2 separate regions of the Mus musculus genome follow, and region 2 is linked to region 1. A link is a contact called in public promoter capture Hi-C data. All regions are on one chromosome and are shown on one strand. Each heading gives the region's core, a stretch centred on a gene start, on an enhancer-like site or on the middle of the called end of the contact. The rest is flanking DNA. Distances are from core to core; before and after follow the strand shown. Region 1 has its middle 16 kb from the start of A330009N23Rik. Region 2 holds the start of Krt73 (keratin 73).

What was found. Promoter capture Hi-C pulls out the DNA fragments that hold promoters and counts their contacts.
Region 2: a promoter capture Hi-C map of hippocampal neurons shows a contact between it and region 1, with 2.4 times the contacts expected there. The contact joins the promoter of Krt73 here to the enhancer-like site in region 1. A contact is called at or near these places in 6 of 39 promoter capture datasets (the 3T3-L1 cell line, 3T3-L1-derived adipocytes, hippocampal neurons and 2 more).

Annotation. Positions count from the first base shown.
Region 1 is chr15:101,239,259-101,243,069 of GRCm38.p6, reverse strand. No RefSeq gene overlaps it. Among named protein-coding and RNA genes, the nearest start is that of A330009N23Rik, 16 kb to the right of the region's middle. Within about 2 kb of position 2,104, at least 195 of the 459 cell types and tissues checked have an H3K27ac peak or open chromatin away from gene starts, as enhancers often do. A contact at or near this core is called in 3T3-L1-derived adipocytes and hippocampal neurons, where this site is marked.
Region 2 is chr15:101,800,377-101,804,187 of GRCm38.p6, reverse strand. It overlaps Krt73 (keratin 73), which reads left to right and starts at 1,828. Exons shown (of 9, transcript NM_212485.3): 1 at 1,828-2,334; 2 at 3,262-3,476. The coding sequence starts at 1,891.

The DNA.
Region 1 (3,811 bases), core at 855-3,354:
TTATTTATTTATTTATTTATTTATTTATTTGTTTGTTTGTTTGTTTGTTTATTGAGGAAACAGGAAACAAGGGAAAAGAGCCTCTAGCTCCCGCTAGAACCTTAGGTGTGCTGGGGTAGAAACGATTCATGCCTCTGGCCATCAGGGGCCGCTCTGGAGGCTGTGGGAGGACTGACCTGCTGGCACAGGTGATTAACTGGATCTTGTATGCTGTCCCCGGTTGCCAAGAAACGGGTGTTCCTACTGCTCTCAGCCACCGAGCCAGCTCTGGTTACTGCTGACAGGCCCCACAGAGGAGAGTCAGGCAGGCAGAGGGTGCCAGAGGAGACTAAGTCCTTCCCTGTGCAGGCAGCGTGGTGGTTCCCCTTAGAGAACCTGGGTTACCTTTGGGGCCCCTGTCCTCTGGGCCTTGAGCTGTACTCGGAAAATCCAGGACCCATAAACTGCCGAGGAAGGTGCAGAGTACTGCGCGGGAGTGAGAGGGTGCGGGAGGTGGGAGAGGGCCCTGCAGGCTCCCCTGTTCCCCAGCCTTTATTCATTTATTTTCTGTGGCTTTGGGAATGGAACCTGGGCCTCTCACATTGTAGGCCAACACTCTACCACTAAGCGTTAGCCACAGTCTTTTTATTTTTCACTTTGAAACAGAGTTTATACAAGATCTGGAGACCAGTATAGAACTCACCCTGTAGCCCAGGCAAGTCTTGAATTTCCAATCCCCCTGCCTCAGCTCCACGAGTAACTGGGATTACAAGCGTGCATCCCCAGGCTTGACAGATATTAAGAGATACAGAAATGGGTGGTCATACTCATCAAAATCATGATTATCATGATGCCCAAACACAGAGCCGCGTTAAGACTTTTCCTGTAGACCAGGCAGGGCCACTTCCCAGGAAGGGCTGGGGAACCTGAGCTATGGCAGGCACTCAGGTCACTTCAGGAGCAGCTGGCCGTCAGCTGATCGTCCTAAGGACCATTCATCATGCCCCCAAGTCCATTCTGCTGAGCCATGGTTATTTCCGAGTGTGGACAGAGCGCAGGTTGTATAACAGGCTAGAAGCTAGGAGATGGTTTGAGGGAAGCTTGTGGCAGGGTTGGGGTTGTTCTCACCTTCTCCAGTCAGAGTAGCACCTCAGAGCGGAGGAGGAGGAGCCCCGAGGCTTGGAAGGGAAAAAGGGAATCCATCACTGAGGAGAGCGACACAGCCTGTCAGCCTGCTTCCTCCTTCTGGATCCAGAAGATAGGCCATCCTCCCTTCCCACGCATTAATCCCTCTCCCCCAAGCTCTGCCTTTGCTCGAATCTGCCCTGTTCCTGGGCGGGGGTGGGGGGTGGGGTGGGGGAACCCTGTGCCAGTTCCCACTGCTCTCCATTCTCCAGTGGGTAGTCTGGACTCAAATACACCTTCATGGTGTGTTTCCAGTGGCTTTACTATAAGGAAATGCAAGAATATCTTCTTTGAGGTGTGGTCGTGACTTCAGAGACCATGACAGGGGACAAATCGCTGTGGTTTGAATGCCAGCCCCGTTCGCATGAGCCGGTCTACAAACCAACTACTTCATGCCTCACCTTCTCCCCTGAGTCACGAGGATCTGAGCAGTTTGTATGCATGAGGCACTTAAACAGCTCCTGGCCCAAGGTCAGCCCTGTGTAAGTGTTGGCTATAATTAGACAATATTTTCGGATCACTTTCCTCGGCCTTGGCTCCTAATAAGCACTTGGTGAAAGGCACTTGTTATTTTTATCTTCCTTCTCCCTCGCTAACTTAATCCCTTCCACAAACCCACCTTCAGTTAGCCTCCCAGCAGTGAAAGTGTGTGTATGTTACATTTCTCTAACGTTTACACTTACAAAACACTTCTGTTCCGACCTCGCGGCAAACCCGGGAGCTAGCAGCGCACTCAAATGATCGCTGTCATGTTGCAGAGCCAGGAACAGGGTGTGATCTGTCTAGTGGCATCAGCTGCTAAGGGGTGTGTCCAAGCCACCAAGCAGGGTATTCTGACCTCAGGCACCGGGTGCTTGCTTCTGGATGATATGGCCCGGGGCATGCCAGCTCCAGGCTGCCAGGACAGATTCGCTAGGGGAGGGAGGAGAGCCCCTACTGGTTCCAGAACTGAGAGCACTCCCAGAGTGGGAAGAGCCTATGTTCTTTATAATTATCCCCCATAGCACCTAGAAGCTTACCAGGAGCTGTGTGGCAGTGCCCTCCACTGGCCATAAGTGGTACTGTCGGCTTTTAGAGGACGGAAAGGTAGCTCTATCTACACATAGTTATAGAAAATACCCAAGGCCTAGGAGTGCCAAGTCCTCTGTTAGGAATCACAGAGGTCAAACGAAACTCTCAAAAAGCCTTGGGCATGGGGCAACTAATTGAGAAAGAGACCCAACATTGACCTCTGGTTTCCACATATTCACACACACACACACACACACACACATACACACACACACACACACACACACACACACACACACACAGGTATATCCACAGGCATGTACACACATGAACTTAGACATATACAATGCACTGGGCATGGTGACACATATCTGTAATCCTGGTGCTCAAGAGATATGAGGATCTGTGTAAGTTCAAGTCTAGCCTGCTCTACCTATCGATTTCCAGGCCGGCCAGAGTTACATAATGAGACCTTTTCAGAACAGAACAGAACAAAATAAAAACAAAAGCAAAACAAATTGAAGTCACCTTGTGCTATCTATTGAATTCCAGGTGAGTCTGGGATACATAACAAGAACCAGTCTTTTAAAAGCGCTAGTCTTTTGTGAAAACACATCATTCTACTTAAAGAATCTAGAATATATATACACACACACATATACATACACACACACACACACACACACACACACACACATATATATACACATATATGTATATGTATACACACACACACACATGCGCGTGCAGGGAAATGCCAGGTGCCCAGAAAAAACAATGAGGCCATGCAGGGCTGGGAAGAGAGCCCAGTCAAAGAGGCAACAGCCTCCGCCCCTTTCTTTCCTTGATGGCACAGGAGGCGAAGCACCACGTGGCTCCAAGGGTCAGGTGGCTGGAGACCCATCCTGCTCAGGACAATGGGCTGGAATGGCACACATGTGGCGCCGTACAGAGCTTCACCTCAGCCTATGCAGTGCCTGCCTGCACCAGGTTCACAGGGGCAGACATAAAGGTTTCACAGAACAAGGACTCGAACCTGACTTTGCCTGGCTCCAGAGTCTAGGCTCTTAACCAAACGTCATCTCTTGAAGAATAAAAGAAAAAGGCAGGACACAAATGTATTACGAACGAGCCCCACTTACCTTACTTATATGCTTAGAAAACAGGCTGTAGGGACTGGTGGGATGACCACCCGTGGGGAAGGGCCCTTGCCACCCCACAAGGGGGTAGGAGAGAACTGTCTCCCACAGGCTGTCCTGTGGCCTAGACACACATACTAACCAAATAAATAAAACATAATAAAATTTTTAAAAGAAAAAAAGATTGAAGTCTATATAGTCTTTGGTAGTGTGCTAAGACCCGCTCTCAAAACAAAACTAACAAACAAGAAAGGGCTGAAGCCCGGAAGCCCCCTAGGAGCCCAGGTGACAAGGTGATCAGGCGACAGTGCCCGAGTTTGGCAGCAGAGGGCGACGCCGCTCCTCCGCTCTGCCAAGAGGCGGGGACCACAACCCTCGCCTGCATCTTCCTCCCCAGTAGGGAGAGTCTTGTCCTTCCAGGCTGGAGCTTGGAAGTGGGAGGGAGGCTCTCCCCACGGGAAAGCGATGCCTCTGAGGTGGGAGGCCAAGCCGGAGGG
Region 2 (3,811 bases), core at 579-3,078, 560 kb before region 1:
CCCTACCCCTGAAACCTTTCTATTCCCATCCTCATTGTCCACAGCTTACCCACAGAATCTATTTGATTTCCCCTTTCCAGGGAGATCCATGTGTTCTCCCTTGAGCCCTCCTTGTTACCTAACCTCTATGGGTCTGTGGATGATAGCATGAGTATCCTTTATTGAACAGCCAATATCCACTTATCAATGAGTACATACCATGCTTGTATTTCTGGGTCTTCGGTACCTCTCTTAGGATGATGTATTTCTCTAGTTCCATCCATTTACCTGCAAATTTCATGATGTTATTTTTTTTAAACGGCTGAGTAACACTCCAATGTGTAAATGTACCAGTGACTTCTTACACTTCTTCCCAGTGATATTCCTTTGAGCCAAACTTGCACTGAGGCTCTCTATAAATAGGGTTTGGTGTAGATGAGGGTCACAAAGGCTGCATATTATGCTAGTTCCAATGGGGTGCTCTGTTTATGCCAGGCTCATCTTTATCATGCCATCTTCTCTAAGGAGGAGGAGGAGGAGAATTAATTAGCATAGATTAGCATGAATTATCACGAATTAGCATGGATTATCATGAATTAGCATGGCAGCATGGATTTGGACTGGGCACAGATGAGCAGGCAGAGAAGTAGAGTGGGCGACTATGTCTAGAACTCTAGGTTTTGCCGGCGTAGATGTATAGTAAGGAGTTGCATCTTTGTCCCTATAGGGGAGAGAGGGAGGGGAAGCAGTGTATGAGAGTGGTAGAGATGGTGATGGAGAATATTCCATGTAGGAGGAGTGAGCTTAACCATTTCTACCAGGGAGATAGGTAAGGAGTTCCAGATAGTCACTGTCAGTTCATTCTAAGTTATCACCGAGACAACCTTTCCCTGGCTCCTTTGCTACTGGTTGCTCGCAGCCACAGGCGAGGTCATGAAGACCGTGAGAAGGGTGAGCAGGCAGACCACTGCTTACATCAGATGGCTGTGGCCATGACAACAGGACATTCTGCTATCAGAATGAAGGCCAAGAGAAGATTCCCAAGAACGAATTATTTCCCAGGATCCCCGAGGAACAGCTTCTTAACATTCAATCTTCCTCAGAGATCTAGACCAATAGTTCTGCGATTCTGCTGGGGCTCTGTGAAGGCAGAGGATATATCCCACACCCCTGCTTCCTGTCGGGTTTCCTAAGTGGTATTTTATGGAGCTGGAAAGATGGACACTGGTGTCAACCATTGTAGGACTGAGGGTAGAAGTCTTTGTGTGCAGGTGAACGTAGATGGACACCTGGCTGGCACAGGGGATCCTGGGACCTATCTGAAGGCACACAGGAGGTTCACCACCAGAGGGTAGAGCCTGGATTTAGATTCCCGTCCTGTGTCCCTGGCGAATCAGTCCTGAGAAATGTTTTCAGCAGCCTTGGGAAACCAGGACTTGGGACTTCCTAACCACATGAAAGCAGCTTAGCCAGGATCTGTGAGGCAGATGATCTGATGCTGGCACAGGTGGGAGATTTCTCAGAGATGACACTATCAATTAGAAGTCTCCTTCAGAACTCCTACAATCCCAGCCCTCTGGAGAATGACAGCTGGGACCATGACAAGCTTCCTAGCCAAGATCATTCTGGGGGATAATACGGCCTAGCTAATTACCCCATGCTAATAAGATAAGACTCAATTACATGCAGAGGACTTGCAAGCCCAGCACTTTGGGGGTTTTCATGTTGCCCTATGCCTATGATTTCGATAGAAGAAAATGATTTCTTCCTTCCAGGCAAATTAAACCCAACAATTAGAGCAATTGTTCTCTTGAGCTCTATAAAGGGGAAGACCAAGATCACAAGCGGGGAACAGTCAGTCTCTTGGCGAAGGCTTGTGTCTTGTCTCATTCTGTCTGTGGCTTCTTCAGGATGAATCGCCAATTCACCTGCAAACCTGGAGTTGCCAACAGGGGCTTCAGCGGCTGCTCAGCTGTGCTCTCCGGAGGCAGCTCATCCTCTTACCGGGCAGCCGGCAAAGGGCTCAGTGGAGGCTTCAGCAGTCGGAGCCTCTACAGCCTGAGGAGTCCCAGGAGCATCTCCTTCAATGTGGCTAGCAGCAGCGGGCGCACAGGGGGATATGGGTTTGGCCGGAATCGGGCCAGTGGCTTTGCTGGCAGTATGTTTGGCAGTGGGGCTCTGGGGCCTTCAAATCCATCCTTGTGCCTGCCTGGAGGCATCCACCAGGTAACAGTCAATAAAAGCCTCCTGGCTCCTCTCAATGTGGAGCTGGACCCGGAGATCCAGAAGGTGCGCGCCCAGGAGCGGGAGCAGATCAAGGCTCTGAACAACAAATTCGCCTCCTTCATCGACAAGGTGGGACAGCTGATAGCTAAATATCTCCTTTCTTTCTCTACCTCCACTACCCTCAGGGACCCCTGTCTGGAGATAGGATGATGCTACCCTTTTCCAGGACATAGACACATCACAGAGCAGGGCAGAGAGGTAGCAGACAATCCCGGGACACCAGAACTGAGAGGCAGACCTAAAGGCATCTAAAGAGCTTAAAAGAGCTCTTTACATTTGGAAGGTGTCTAGGAGGCAGAGCACTGGCCTCTTGGTGGAGAAGTGAGGCAGAACCAGAGAAGGCAGAGGAGTCCAGCAGTAGCCTTGGGAGGTGCAAAATGTCAGGGCCCTGTGCAGTCTGTATTTCCACGAGCCCTCTAGGAATACTGATGCATACTGGAGTCTGAGCACCTAAGAGTCAGTGGTTGGTGAGCACTGAGCAATGGAAACTCCTGTCATGAAAACCACAGAGAGCTTAAGTTCCCAGTACAGTTGAGTACAGGGCTTCCAGGTAGGCTGAGAGGCCATGGATGCCGAGGCAGGGAGAAGGTCAAATACAGACTAGACCACCAGATCCTTAGGAGTGGGAAGCCGGCAGGCTAATTTACATCCAAGAACTTGCTACAGAGTAGCTTTCTACAGTTGGTTAATATTGACCCAGCAGTTTTAGCCTGGGCCAGGAAACAAACAGCTAACATTGTAACAGGTTGGTGAGAAACTCACATTCTCACCTTGGGCCCCTCCTGACCTCCAGGGCTGCCTTCTGGCTGCCAGACTAAGGACTCCCAGAGGTGTGTTTTTTTTTTTGGAGGTTGCATTTTTTTCCTTCTTAGAGTTCACCTGTGAAGGTCACAGGGCAGATCAAAACCCACCCTTTTTCTCTGGAAAGAAAGTGTCCCATCCCCTGACCCCGTTGGTTGTGTAGTGGTTCCAGGTGGCTATGGGTTTGGGTTCCAGGTGCGCTTCTTGGAGCAGCAGAACCAGGTGCTGCAGACCAAGTGGGAGCTGCTGCAGCAGCTGGACCTGAGCAACTGCAGGAGGAACCTGGAGCCTGTTTATGAGGCCCACATCAGCAGCCTGCAAAAGCAGCTGGATTCGCTATCTGGGGACAGGGTGAGGCTGGACTCGGAGCTGAGGGGCATGCGGGATGCAGTGGAGGACTGCAAGAAGAGGTGAGTCGGATGCTGTGGGTTAGCTGATTCATGGGGTGAGGCTTCCTTAAATAGGTCCTGGGACTTTTGCCTGTGGTCTCAGGAGGGTGGAACCTGAGTAAAATAAACCACTTGAGCTTACCTGGCAAGAGGAGAGCCTTCATGGGCATAACCAAGCAGGCTGAATGTAGATACTGAGCCTGCTGGGCAGTGCCACGAATGACCTTGAAGGTAGTTTTTTTTCCTTCATGTGTTGCTTCCTAAGCCCTCCTAAAGAGCCTCTGTGTGTGTTCAACACATAACTCCAGCTCCTTTGCTCATCCAGGGTGCCCTAAGTTCCAAGGAAACCCCACAGA